2 separate regions of the Mus musculus genome follow, and region 1 is linked to region 2. Evidence: chromatin contacts called from public Micro-C data. All regions are on one chromosome and are shown on one strand. The core of a region is the stretch at or near the end of the contact, and the rest is flanking DNA. Distances in the headings are between cores, read along the strand shown.

Evidence for each region. Hi-C and Micro-C count contacts between places; a contact is called where the count stands out from the background.
Region 1: a Micro-C map of palatal mesenchyme shows a contact between it and region 2, with 1.8 times the contacts expected there. The contact joins the promoter of Ccdc105 here to the enhancer-like site in region 2. A contact is called at or near these places in 1 of 39 promoter capture datasets (hippocampal neurons), 2 of 484 Hi-C or Micro-C datasets (cortical neurons and palatal mesenchyme) and 3 of 115 datasets of contacts at active chromatin or transcription factors (all in embryonic stem cells).

The regions. Positions count from the first base shown.
Region 1 is chr10:78,751,392-78,754,319 of GRCm38.p6, forward strand. It overlaps Ccdc105 (coiled-coil domain containing 105), which reads right to left and starts at 1,676. Exons shown (of 7, transcript NM_027630.1): 1 at 1,014-1,676. The coding sequence starts at 1,583. All of the region lies in intron 1 of Gm30400 (predicted gene, 30400), which reads left to right.
Region 2 is chr10:78,480,190-78,483,235 of GRCm38.p6, forward strand. No RefSeq gene overlaps it. Among named protein-coding and RNA genes, the nearest start is that of Gm30232, 5.0 kb to the right of the region's middle. Within about 2 kb of position 1,787, at least 260 of the 459 cell types and tissues checked have an H3K27ac peak or open chromatin away from gene starts, as enhancers often do. A contact at or near this core is called in cortical neurons, hippocampal neurons and palatal mesenchyme, where this site is marked.

The sequences.
Region 1 (2,928 bases), core at 426-2,925, 270 kb after region 2:
CAAAAAACAAAAAACAAAGAAACAAAAAAAGAAAAAGAGAAGAAGAAAAAGAAAAAGAAAAGGAAAAAGAAAAAGAAAAAGAAAGAGAAAAAGAAAAAGAAAGAATTTGGGGCATTATGGCCTCTTGGCCAAAGCAGAATCTGTGGGTCTGGTGAACTTTTTGGAGCAGGAGTAGATGTGATGTGATATTCGAACTTGGAGATTCGAATTTCCCTCTTTGGGAAGATTTTTATACAGTGTGACTTGGGGCTGCGGTGGGGATGGGGGAGGTGGGCGGGAGGTGGGGCGAGGAGAGGGGTCTACCCTCATAGCTTAGATTTGAAACAGTTTTTCTATTGGGGAAAGGCACCTGGGCTGTTCTTTTGGAAGTTCCCTGACAGGAACGAAGATATTCTAAAGAGACACGTAAGTCCTTCAATCTAACTATTAACAGACCCCCAAGAAACTGGAATTCACCCCAGATATCTCCTCCTGGGGAAAGGAAAAGGCCTGGTACCAGGTGGAGGAGAAACTCTCATCCCAGAAGGGATTTCACATTGTACTGACAGCTAACCAGACCCTTGGTCGAAAGAGACTGAGCCTAGACAAAAGGTCAGCGATGGGCAGGGCCACGCCTTAACTCGAACGGCTTAGATGTGGGTAGTGTGGCTCCCTCTTTAAACTTTAATCTCTCAGAACAACGAAAATGGACAGCAGAGGGTTACTGGAGGGATATTTTTGCCCTTCTTCGAGAAGTGCTCTCATTGGTTAAATACCCTATCTGCTTTTTACTATTAATTTTTCTGTTCTACTTGGTGTATAGAGGACGGGTGGCCGAACCTGGTTTCTTGGAGGCACAGATTGTGACCTCAATTTCAGTAACAATTTTTGGGAAACTCAGGCTTTGGAACTTGGAGGTGTAGCCACCCTATTTTGCGGGTGTCCTCGCTGGAGATGGAGAATAGGGTGTGTTGTCTGTCTGAAGAAGGAAGCATCAACCTCTGTCTCTGGTGTGGTGGCGGGGAGGGTCGCACCTTCTCACACTTAGGTCGGTAGCCCCGCAACTTGACGCTCTGCTGATTGATGAGCAGGCCCTTGCGCACCTCGCTGAGCCTGCGGTCAGTGGCCTCGCGCTGGCGCAGCAGCAGCCGCAGCTGCCCATTGATCTGGTGCTGTGCGCGGCCCAGGCGGGCGGCGGTGAGGCGCGCCCCGCGTGCGTGCGCGTGCACCACCTCGGCGGTTTGCTGGGCACGCGCGTCGCGGTGCATAGGCAGCGGTAGGCGCGCGTACCAGGCCGGGGGCTTCATCTTCCCTTTCCATAGGGTGACGCCTTCTCCGGGCGGTGGCTTTTCCAGGGTGCCGCCCCCTTTGAGCATCTCTACCCGAAAGCGCCAGGGTTCCATGTAGGCGGCGCGGCCCAGGTGGTGTGCCACGTTCGGGTCCAGTACACTGTCCTTGGGCTGCCACATGGTCACCGCCTCCTGCCCACAGCGATCGGTCAGAAGGTGTGCCTTGCGAGACGTGGCCTTGGCCGCCTGGCGCCATTCTGGAGCCCCAACGCGCGAGTCCTGGCCCGGGTCGGTGGAAGGGAGCAACACAGGCATGGTTCCTTATTTAGTGCCCGCGATCTCCTCGGAGAATGGACAGGGGTCCACCCAGCCCTAACCACACACCACTCTTTACTGGTGGCTAGAATGCGTGCTCCCAGAGCTCCCCTCACCGTGGCAACCAGGACAACCATGGAGATTGCGTTCCAGGGGCGGGGGATGGGAAAGGCAAAATGGAGAACTAGGCCTGGAAATTCAGACTGTATTCCTTGAGGGAGCCGCTTTTATGGAGTTCCTCTCTCATTGTTTCTCTTGATTTTGGAAATGTGTCAACCAACCTATATCTACTAGTAGATAACACAGCCTTGCATTTGGAAAATCCTAAGGAATTCACAAACTAGTACTAATATTAGTAGTTTTGAAGTATACATGAATACCATATACATATATTTGTGTGTGTACACCACCACAGGGTGTATGTACTGGTGAGAGGCATTGTGCAGTAATTCGTTCATCATGAGGGGTCCCGGAATCATACTGAGCCATCTTGTTGGCTCCCAATTATGTTTTTATACTCCTGAAATGAACAATCAACAAAACAAAACAAAACCCAAAAAACAAACAACAACAAAACCAGAAAAAACCCCAACAAACAACAGCAACCTGAATTAATACAATTCCTGGGCAGGAGAGATGGCTCAGTAAGGTTAAGAGCACATATAGCTCTTCTGAGAACTTGAGTTCAATTCCTATCACCCACATCAGATGGTTTACAACTGACTGACACCTAGGGGAATCTGACACCTCGGACCTCTGTGGGCACTGCATTCATGTGGACAGATCACCCCCCCCCCCATACACAGAATTAAATAATAAAAATATATAAATGAAAAAAAGACTACAATTTCTGAAGCTGGGAAGATGGCTCAGCTGGTAAAGTGCTTGCCTTACAATACAACATCTGAATTTGATTTCCAGAACCTACATGAAAACATGCCAGGCTGACCCGGTGGTGAGATTGTAATCTCAGCACTGGGTATGCTAAAATGAGGATTTCTGGGGCTGGCTGGCCACTAGTTGACCTGGCCACCTCCTGGGGAGTGAGAGATCCTGTCTCAAAAATGGTGGAAGAGCTAGCTAAAGACAGACACCTGAGGTTTTATGCACCTTAAACAAACAAACCAAAACAATGCAATTCCACTTAAAATAGAGTAAAAAAGATTAAAATATGTAATACTCTCCAGCTCTTAGGACAGTCTAAGTTCTTTCTTACCTCAAAATTGAGAACTCTTTTCTTCTCATAGAATTTTCCTTTGCTGACTTCGTGGTTTACTTCATTTCGATCTTCAGAACCCAGCTTATATATCTTAAAGGAGTCTTTCTCTACTATGACCACAGTGAG
Region 2 (3,046 bases), core at 537-3,036:
AATGACTTTACTGGGGTATTGCAAAGATCTGCTGCCCTGCCCTCCACTCCAGGTCTTACGTTTCCTGTAGCCCAGACTGTCCTCTGGCTTGCTGTGTAGCTGAGCATGACCTTAACCTTCTAATCCTTCTGCCTCTACCTCCCAAATTCTGGGATTATAAATGTGCACCATTGCTCCAGGAAATGTTACAAGGAGTGTTCAGCACATACATATTATCTAGCAAATGTTACTATCAGCAAACAATTATTCCTACAATGCAATTCCATTTAGTTTATTCCAGGCAAGCATCCCTGTACTGGCTGATTTTGTGTTGACTTGACACAAGCTGGAGTTTTCACAGAGAAAGGGGCCTCCCTTGAGGAACCTCCGTGAGATCCAGCTGTAAGGCATTTTCTCAATTAGTGATCAAGGGTGGGAGGGTCCATTGTGGGTGGTACCATGCCTGGGCTGATAGTCTTTGGTTCTATAAGAAAGCAAGCTGAGCAAGATAGGGGAAGCAAGCCAATAAGTAACATCCTTCCATGGCCTCTGCATCAGCTCCTGCTTCCTGACTTGCTTGAGTTCCAGTCCTGACTTCCTTTGGTGATGCACAGCCACGTGTAAGCTGAATAAACCCTTTCCTCCCCAATTTGCTTTTTTTTCCCCCCTTGGGTTTATTGAGACAGGGTTTCTCTGTGTAGCCCTGGCTGTCCTGGAACTCACTTTGTAGACCAGGCTGGCCTCGAACTCAGAAATCTGCCTGCTTCTGCCTCCAAAGTGCTAGGATTAAAAGCGTGTGCCACCACGCCCGGCCCCCAATTTGCTTTTTGGTCATGATGTTTATGCAGGAATAGAAATCCTGACTAAGACAATTCCTTACAATGTGTTTCTCCTTATTGTTTGCCTTTTTAGGGATTGGGGTTAAAGCTAGGACCTTGATATGCACTCCACCAACGGAGCCTCAATACCACTTCCTCTTTCTGATCTGTTCCCCAAGCAATGGGGTTCCTCCTTTCTCTTCAGAGCAGATCTGGTCCCCAGTTCGTTCTTTCTTTCTTTCTTTCTTTCTTTCTTTCTTTCTTTCTTTCTTTCTTTCTTTCTTTCTTTCTTTCTTTCTGTCTTCTTTCCTTCCTTCCTTCCTTCCTTCCTTCCTTCCTTCCTTCCTTCCTTCCTTCCTTTCTTCCTTTCTTCTCTTAGCCCCACTCACTCTGGCCTCATTCATCCCCAGTAATTTCATTAAGACAAAGCAAACTTTACACGCTGGCCTGTGCCGCTGATCTGTGAACCTGATGTGTCCGTGACCACAGGAGTGCCAAGTGTAGGTCTGGAGATGGGACAGAGAGGTGCACTTTCTCTAAGACTGAGAGGATTGCACGTGTGTGGGGAGGCATGAAAATAGGAAAGCCAGAGCAGCAGCTTCAAGTCTGTTGTACCCATGAGTGGCTCTAAGAAGGTGAACATGAGCCCGGAAATCGCTGGAATAGGTACCCCCGGGGTTCAGAGTTCAGACAGCCGAGCACACGGCTGACCGGGTCTGGGATTCCACGGAGGCCATGAGGCTGGAGGAGTCCACCCGATCTCTGAGGGTCTTACAGCACTGGAGCTGGGTGGGAGCTTTTAGACAGCAGCATTTAGGAGTGCCACCCATGGGGTGATCAGCGCCATAGGCCAACGGGTTGGAACAGCGTGGAATGAATTAACCACACTGAGGAGCGAATCCCAGATGAGATGGCTTGGTGCTAACCTGGGTGTGCAGAGAGGGCTTGGGCGCCGATGTGCTGCACTAGCTCAGAGGAGCGGGTAGGGGTCAGTACCACAGAGCTGGTTTCCCGGAGAGGCGAGGCACGAGCGAGGCCCCGCCTCCAGCTCACCCCTAGCGGAGCGGGACTCCAAGACTCAGTTCACCCAAGTCCAAAAACTACGCCTGCGCGGAGGGACAAGCGAGCTGATCCGCAGACCGTAACAGCAACTGTGACCTCAGCAACCAAGGCTAGCCCGGCATGGAGGGCGAGTGCCGGGTGCTCTCTATTCAGAGCCATGTAGTCCGTGGCTACGTGGGCAACCGGGTGGCCATGTTCCCTCTGCAGGTTCATGCCTCGCCACTTCTATAACCCAGCCCGGCCGCTAGTGTGCAAGGCGGCGGCGATGACGTTGGTTCCCTTGGGGCCACCCTGGGGTTCCTATCGGGAGCTGGGCGCGCTTCGGATAGAGCCTGGGGCACACAGGCTGGGGGCGTGGAGTACTCTGGAGAGCCTACAGTAGGGTAGTGAATGTGGCACACCCCTATCTGACTGTGGTACACACCGTAGTTCTTAAGGGTACCTGCTGCTTCGGTCGGCCTGGCCAACCCTGAGTGATAAAATGCTGAGCTGGGAGGATCCGCGGGGGCTGCTGAAATTCAGGAGGCTGAGTTAAGATCGCAGACTGGTTGGAGCCCAAGAAGCTGAGCCACACTACAGGTCTGATCACTCCTGAGGTGGCCTGTCATCGCTGGGATGGGGCTAGAACCGCAACCCTACACCTCCAGCAGGCTTGCTTGTATTACTGAAGAGACAGTAATACAAGCAAACAGTTTGCTGAGTTTGGCTTTGGAAGCAACCTGTTAGAAGGAATGCAGCCTTGTGTTGTCTTCCCAGAGCCTCTCCTGTGAGGTGTGTAATGAATGAGGTTGTCTCTGATCATTTCTGGCAGGTGGTGCTTCCTGCTTGTGACTGGTTGCCTTGGAGGGAACCAGGGTGTCATGGGCACTAGAATGGGAGCCATAGGCAATGTCAGCTGACTGGTGCTTCCTTGCCTGGCTGGTCCAGCAGGAAGATTGGGCTGGCCTGGGCAGCCAGGTGGTGGCCTCTTGCAATGTACTTTTTGGCTGGTCACTGAGCAAGGTGGCAGGTCCCCATTCCCCTTCCACTCATGGCCAGCCACTATACTGATTCCTGGGAGATGTTAGGGTATAGTAGCTGGCTACCATGGACCTGGAAGGATCTGGAAGGACCACAAGTGGCTGGAATTGCATCTAAGGACAATCCAGGGCTGTCCTGAATCAGGCTTGCTTGCCAGACAAATAGAG